Linked DNA regions of Mus musculus: region 1 is linked to region 2. A link is a contact called in public promoter capture Hi-C data. All regions are on one chromosome and are shown on one strand. The core of a region is the stretch at or near the end of the contact, and the rest is flanking DNA. Distances in the headings are between cores, read along the strand shown. Region 1 holds the start of Fzd7 (frizzled class receptor 7). Region 2 holds the start of Mars2 (methionine-tRNA synthetase 2 (mitochondrial)).

Evidence for each region. Promoter capture Hi-C pulls out the DNA fragments that hold promoters and counts their contacts.
Region 1: a contact with region 2 is called in a promoter capture Hi-C map of embryonic stem cells. The contact joins the promoter of Fzd7 here to the promoter of Mars2 in region 2.

Annotation. Positions count from the first base shown.
Region 1 is chr1:59,480,650-59,484,116 of GRCm38.p6, reverse strand. Fzd7 (frizzled class receptor 7) reads right to left here and starts at 1,970. Exons shown (of 1, transcript NM_008057.3): 1 at 1-1,970. The coding sequence starts at 1,157.
Region 2 is chr1:55,235,128-55,238,821 of GRCm38.p6, reverse strand. It overlaps Mars2 (methionine-tRNA synthetase 2 (mitochondrial)), which reads right to left and starts at 1,645. Exons shown (of 1, transcript NM_175439.3): 1 at 1-1,645. The coding sequence starts at 1,582. Gm10561 (predicted gene 10561) reads right to left here. Exons shown (of 4, transcript NR_166489.1): 3 at 3,693-3,694; 4 at 3,198-3,459.

The DNA.
Region 1 (3,467 bases), core at 721-3,220, 4.2 Mb before region 2:
ACAGCCCACGCGGCCAGATGAAAGTACTGCGAGTTGGCCTCGATGGCCTCGTGGCCCCACTTCATGCCAGCTGCCAGGAACCAAGTGAGGGACAGAATGACCCACCAGATGGAGCTGGCCATACCGAAGAAGTAAAGCACCATGAAGAGGATGGTGCAGCCCTCCTTCTTGGTGCCCTGCGCCACCGTGCGGTAGCCATCGTCCGAGAAGCGCTCCACGCACACGGCACGGTCCTCTAGCAGGAAGCCTGCCACGTGCGCCACTGCCACCATGAAGTAGCAACCCGACAGGAAGATGATGGGTCGCTCTGGATAGCTGAAGCGACGCATGTCCACTAGGTAGGTGAGCACCGTGAAGAGCGTCGAGGCGCAGCACAGCACTGACCACACACCCACCCAGAGGCGGGCGAACCGTCTCTCCTCTTCTTTAAAGTACATGAGGCCGTTAGCACGGCCCGGCTCACACGGGGCACCGCAGTCACGCTCACCTAGGAAGCGGTAGCCCAGGTAGGGGGGCACCTTGAGCTGGCGCGGACACGAGAAGGGGAAAGACAAGCGGCCTCTGCCATCTGAGGGGGACATCGCAGTGAAAGGTGGGTCTGGCAGGTAGGGAGCAGTAGGGTAGGCGGTGGGACTGCCGCCCGCGCCCCCGGAGCCGTCGGACGTGTTCTGCCCCACGCAGATCTCGCCGGCACCGTGCACTGGGAAGTTCTCGCAGCGCAACCGCTCTGGCCACTGGAAGCCGAACTTGTTCATGAGCGCCTCGCAGCCCTGTCGGGCGCGCTCGCACAAGGAACGGCACGGAGGAATGGCTTGGTCGAGCACGGTGCACACGGGTGCGTACATAGAGCATAAGAAGAAGCGTAGCTCAGGAGAACACTGCACCTTTACCAGAGGGTAGAACTGGTGCACCTCGAGGCCCGCGTCCTCTTGGTTCGTGTGGCCCAGCAGGTTGGGCAGGATGGTCTGGTTGTAGGCGATATCCGTGCACAACGGGATGGAGATGGGCTGGCAGAAGCCGTGGTCCGGTACCGAGATGCCTTTCTCGCCGTGATATGGCTGAGCCCGGGTGTCCGTGGGCAGCGCGCCCAGAAGAGCAAGCACCAGGGCGCAGAGGCCCAGGGGCGAGTGCGACGCCGCCGTGCCGGGGCCCCGCATCGCCGGTCGCGAGTGCAGCGGCGTTCTCAGCTGGAGGAAAAAGACGAGGCGCTGGGGAGAGGCTTGGATACAGGGAGGCGCCGCCGCGCCCGGCGCATGAGAGTCCTCCCGGCGCCGGGGCCGGGCCGTGGGCGGCGCGGAGCCGAGGGTGCTAGGGTGCCTGCACAGCGGGGGCGAGGCCGCCAGCCGAGGGGGCGCCGCAGCCGCCTCCGCGTGGCACTCACGCAGCCGCCGGAGGTTCAAACTCCTGGGCCTGGAGTGGGGGATCGAGGGAAGGGGTGTCGCCTTACCCTCCCCGCCGAGACGTAACGGTGCGGCTTTCTCTGCGGCGACGAGCAACAAGCTTCTCCGGTTACCCTTCAAAGTTTGCCCAAGTTTCTCGAGCCCCGGGCGCACGCCGATACGCACGTCCCCTAAACCGAGCCAGGCCTCCGCCAGGCCAGCGCCCTGCGTCCCTGCCTGCTCGCCCCGGCCGTCGCCTCGGTGGTGCTGCTCCGCCTTCTCTCCTTGAGGCCCCGCGGGCCACTGCAGCCGCCTCTTCTGATTCTGGAGCCTCCTTCAGTCCTAGGAAGGTCGGCCCCAAGTTTCAAGTCAAATGGCTCGTTCTCGCTTTGAGTCTGATCGGTGCTCGGGAGGTAAGAGCTGGACAAGCTGGTTTTGGAAACGGAGTTGCACGGAATCCGAAGCGCCGAGGCCCCTGCACCCGCGGCCTGCCTGCACCCGGCCTCTCCTGCCCCGCGCAGTCCCAGCCCGCGACTCTCCGCGTCCAGCACCGCCCGCCAGGGAAGGAGCGCGGAGTAACGCCTGGGAGCCGCACTGGTGGCTAGAAGAAGCGTCGGGCTTGCAGGGCTGCGGGCCGCCCCGCCCCCTCCCCTCCCCCCATTCACAAACCACTCCGGGGGCGGGCCCCGAGCCCTCTGGACATCCAATAGCGCGCTTTGTTTTCTCTGTGGACCTGTTCCGATTGGGTGGAAGTCGGAAGGGGCGGCCGAGGAAACAAGGAAGGCGGTGCTTAAAGAGCTCTGGGCGGATTCCTGAGGGGAGGGGCGGGGGACTGAGAGAAAAGTTAGGAAAAACTTTTACCCAGAATTTGCTCAAGGGAGAAAAAAACGCACCAGAAAGGGAACTTGCCTGTAAGATTGGTTCCTCTTCCGGGTACCCTAAAATACACATTTCCGAACAAAAGGGGGCATTCGCCGAAGGCTTTGGGGAGAAGCTGAGAATAGTACAGCACCAGGGCAGAAAGACGTGACCCGGAGTCACGTTAGCCTTGCCTGGCAGGCGAGGGCGGGAGAATTTTGGTTAGCATCAGTATGAGTCGAGAAAGGGGTGCGACTAAGAATCGTTTTTTCTTCCCCTACCCCAACCGACCACGTGAAGGCACAATTCCCTCTCCCTCCCCCAGTTACAAAAAAGGGGGGCATCCTGGAGGGAGAAACCCGAGTCGGCCGAGGGGCGGACTTGTGGCGGGAGGAAGTGCAGACCCTCGGAGGAGAAGGCCCAGAGCTGGGGATCCGCTGCACACACGAGCCTGCCACCCCTCCCGGACATACTGCTGGGAGCCTGGGGAGCCCAAGAGGCTCTTTTTTTTTTTTTTTTTTTTTTTTAACTCCAAGGCAGCTCTGGGGGAATGCTTATGAAAGTAACCTGAGACCGAGGGCCTCGGAACTCTGTACGATTTACAGAGCGCCTTCGGTTGCCCCGTTTTCCTTTTTTTTTTCTGAGGTGTGTGGCCTTCAGGGACCCCTTCTTCGTTGCAGAAGCAACCATTTGATCTTTCCATTTGGAATCTACATAGAAATGTTTTAACGCGCGTTAGAAAGCAGGGCATTTGCTAATTAAAGGGCTTTCGAGACACAAAGAGGGGTTATTTTCCTTGTGGGGTAGCATTTTCTGATTGGCAAGCTTTCTTTTGTTCTTGGTCAAATCTTAACCCCGCTCCAGGCACTGGGCGCTCGTGCGCGTTGTCTGATTGCCCCGACCGGTCAGAAGTTACTAAGGGGCCTCTGCCCTCTCACAGGAGCCAGCAAGAAATATCATGAATACTATGAATTCCCATGCAGGAAAGTGACAAGTTGAATCGTTGAATCTGTCTCTGCAATCATTTTAAACGTTTTTTTCCTGGCTGAGTCCTTCTGCCTGTCTCACTTGGGTGCTGGGGTTTGAGGAGATTTTGAATAGGTCGAATGTTGAATGCCGGCAGAAGTAACTCCCTCTGGTATACAGTTTCTCCATCTAGGAAAAGGTTGATTCTGAAATCTAAGACAGTTAATTAATTGGATTCCCTTTTCTCGATGACCTGGGCTCCTT
Region 2 (3,694 bases), core at 396-2,895:
GTTTATCTGCTAAGTTTGGAGTAACAGGCTGAAGCAAAGTTCCAAACACTCGCAAGCACTCCAAGGCTACGTGAAGCACGGTACCCAGCCAGGGAGCATCCTCAGGGCTCTCCCAGTTCAATTTCCATGGTGCGTGCCTTTGGACGAAACCATTAGTTTGCCGAACACAGCTGGATACCGCCTCCAGAGCCTTATAGATCTGAAAGTCATTATAATAGCCCGCTACCAGTTTGGGTAAAGTGGCCACTGCAGTTACAAGCGCATAGTCTTCTGCCTGCACACGAACTGACGGCCCCGTTAACCCTGGCTCACTGGGGAAACAGGCAGCACAGAAAGATGGGTAGGTTCCAGAAGGATTTATTCTGTAGGCAGTGCACCGGTTTAAAAGCCCTCCTAAGGCATCTGCCAGCTCGGAGTCCAGCAATTTAACCACCTTTTCATCATAGTAATCGCAGTCCCAATTGGGAACGCCCTGCCGAAGGAGAAAGTAGCGAAAGCCATCCACAGTATAGCGATCAAGGCAAGTCCTGGGATCCACCACGTTGCCCAAGCTTTTGGACATTTTTTGGCCACTCACCGTCCAGTGCGAGTGGACATAGATGCGATGTGGTGGCCTCAATCCTGCCCCTAGGAGAAGGGCAGGCCAATAAATAGCATGAAATTTGAGAATGTCCTTACCTATGATATGAGAGGTGGCTGGCCACCAAGACTTGAAATCTGCATCTGGGTAGCCAACTACAGTGAGGTAGTTGACCAGGGCATCCAGCCACACGTAGATGGTCTGCGAGTCGTCCCCGGGAACTGGTATGCCCCAGTGCAGATGGCTACTCCTTCGAGAAACGGACAAGTCGGGCAGCTCCTCCTCCAGCCACTGAAGAACTGCCTGGTGGAACGGTTCCGGTGTGATTGCCTGAGGATTGTTTCCAAGCCACCGCTGGAGTGGTTCTCGAAACTGAGAAAGCTTGAAAATGTAATTTTCTTCCTTCGTCCAGGAGACAGGATGTCCGCTCTCGAGAGACACGGGACAGGGATCCCCGGACGGACCCACCTGCCGAGTAACCTTGGCCTCCGGCAAGAAGCACTCATCCGAGGCACAATACCACCCTTCATAGATCCCTTTGTAAAGCAGACCCCGGGCCTCCAGCACACCCCAGAAATGCTGCACCGCTACTCGGTGCCGAGCCTCCGTGGTGCGGATGAAGTCCGTGGAAGAGATGTCAGCCTCCCGGAAAAGCTGCAAAAACTGGGCAGACACTCGATCGCACAGCTCGATCGGGGCCAAGCCGGCGGTGGCTGCCGCCTGCTGGATCTTCAGGCCGTGCTCATCCGTGCCGGTGGAAAACCGCGTGGACGCAGAGCCGGGAACTCGGAGACGACGGTGGCGGCACAGGGCGTCGGCCAGTAGCGCCGAGTACAGGTGCCCGATGTGCGGCGCGGCGTTCACGTAGAAGATAGGTGTGGTGAAGTAGGCCCGCGCTTCCCCGGCGTCGCCACTAGCGCTCGGCGAGCACGAACCGTAGCGGCGACAGCCGCGGCCGAACCGGGTGCGCGTCAACACCCAGCGAGCACACTGCCGCAGCATGGTGACAGCCGGCCCCAGCACTGGAGGCGGTGTTCCCGAGCACGGGAAAGGGCGCGTGCGCAGCTGGACGGTACCGCCGCTTCCGGCGCGGAAGCCAATGAACGGCAAGCGTTGACTCCTGCGGCCCCGCCCGCAACTCCCCCGCCTCCACCGGTTTCCTGCAGCGCGCAGGGGCGGGTGGCCGGCGGGAGTTTTTGAGTAGTCGGCTAGTGGGTTCCGTGTCAGGGCAGTTGGGGAAAGAAGAGCGTATCCCGGGTGTTGTGCAGTTTTACTCTTTGAGATCTGTTCTGGATCTGAACTGAACTGATCGGTTCTGGACTGAACTTGTTGGCAAGATTTTTATATTGAGGTATTTTCCAAACTCATTAACTGTCAAAGCAGGGCACAAATCCGGCCTCTTGGTATCCTCTAGTCAACATAGAAAAACCATTTAAGGTTTGTCTCAGAATCTAAATAAATCTGAAAGAAAGGAAAATAATTTCACAAAGCGCTTTAAGGAACGATAAGCACTGGCAGAAAAGGAAATGACGTGTCTGAACATGTTGCTGAGCCTTAAGGATTGATTTGAGAACTCATCCAGGGACTGGAGTGCGGAGTCACAGGTGTGCAGATAAGGAAACATTAACTTTCAGCTTTATTGTACAAAACAAGTCACAATTTTCTCCTCTAATAGTCTTGAAATTCTTCCAAGACTGAGCTTTGAGAATGAAATCCTAATTTTTAGCAGGAGAGAATTTTAAAATCCCAAATTTTTATTATTAATCCTTGGCTCACTGCATATTTTCTCATCCACAACTGGCCTCCCCACCCCCATTTAATTTAAACAGTGTATATATGCACATACTAAAATGAGATTGGAACACCTATAAACCCTCACCCAACCTAAGTACTGTTAGTGATTCTCAAAGAATGGTCCCCAAAGCAGCATGAGACACACCAGGAACTTAGACATCTGAGGCCCATTCCCTACCTGCTGAGGCAGAAACTGGGATCTCAGACCAGCAATCTAAGCTTTACTTAGCTCACCAATGGACTGTGGTGCACATTAGTGTTTAAGTTAGAGATGAGCTGCAGTTGAGATCTGTGCGCTGTGTCCTTCCCTCTCTTCCAAGAGTAATAGTGCCCTGAGGGTTTGGTTTTTGTTTTTGGTTTGTTTGGGTTTTTTTTTGTTTTGTTGAGTTTTTTGTTTGTTTGTTTGTGTTTTATTTTTTTGGGTTTTTTTTGGGGTTTTTTTTTGTTTTGAGACAGGGTTTCTCTGTCTAGCCCTGGCTGTCCTGAAACTCACTGTGTAGACCAGGTTGGCCTTGAACTCAGAAATCTGCCTGCCTCTGCATCCCAGGTGCTGGGATTAAAGGCGTGCACCATCCACTGTGTTGCCTACTTGAACCGGGTACACCTGGAGAGAGAGAGAGAGAGAGAGAGAGAGAGAGAGAGAGAGAGAGAGAGAGAGAGAGAGAGAGAGAGGAGAGAGAGGAGAGAGAGAGAGAGGAGAGAGAGGAGAGAGAGGAGAGAGAGGAGAGAGAGGAGAGAGAGGAGAGAGAGGAGAGAGGAGAGAGAGAGAGGAGAGAGGAGAGAGAGAGAGAGAGAGAGAGAGAGAATGGAGCCAAGACAAAGGTCCTGATCAAGGCCCACGAGTTTATTAAGAGACCGTGCTTATAAGGGGGAAGGCCCATCGCCCCCCCACCCCCCCCACCCACCCCCGCCAGGCTTCTTGATGTATTGTTGCCAAGTTGTTAGCACTAGTCTGCCGGCTCCACACTTGGTGCCTGGAGCCATTTCGTCAGCACTCGGTGGCCAGGCTGGCCGCTTATTCCGGAAATTCTCAGGAAAACGGGTTCAGCTTCTCAGCAGGTAGCAGAAGAGCAGGGCAGTTGTCACTTCGAAAGAAGCCAGCCAGGTCGGACAGCTGCACCACAGGTGGCCCCACCTCAGTGGCAGACTAGTCTGTACCAGCCCGCTTCAGGCTGGGGGAAGCTACACCACTGCACAGCCTGCCCTGAGGTTTTACTTACACATTCACGTTCCTGTATAGCACCAATGCATTTGAGTAACACTGCCTATATTTAATTACCATTTTAAAAGACAGCGGGGCACGTAGTCTCTATCTTACCT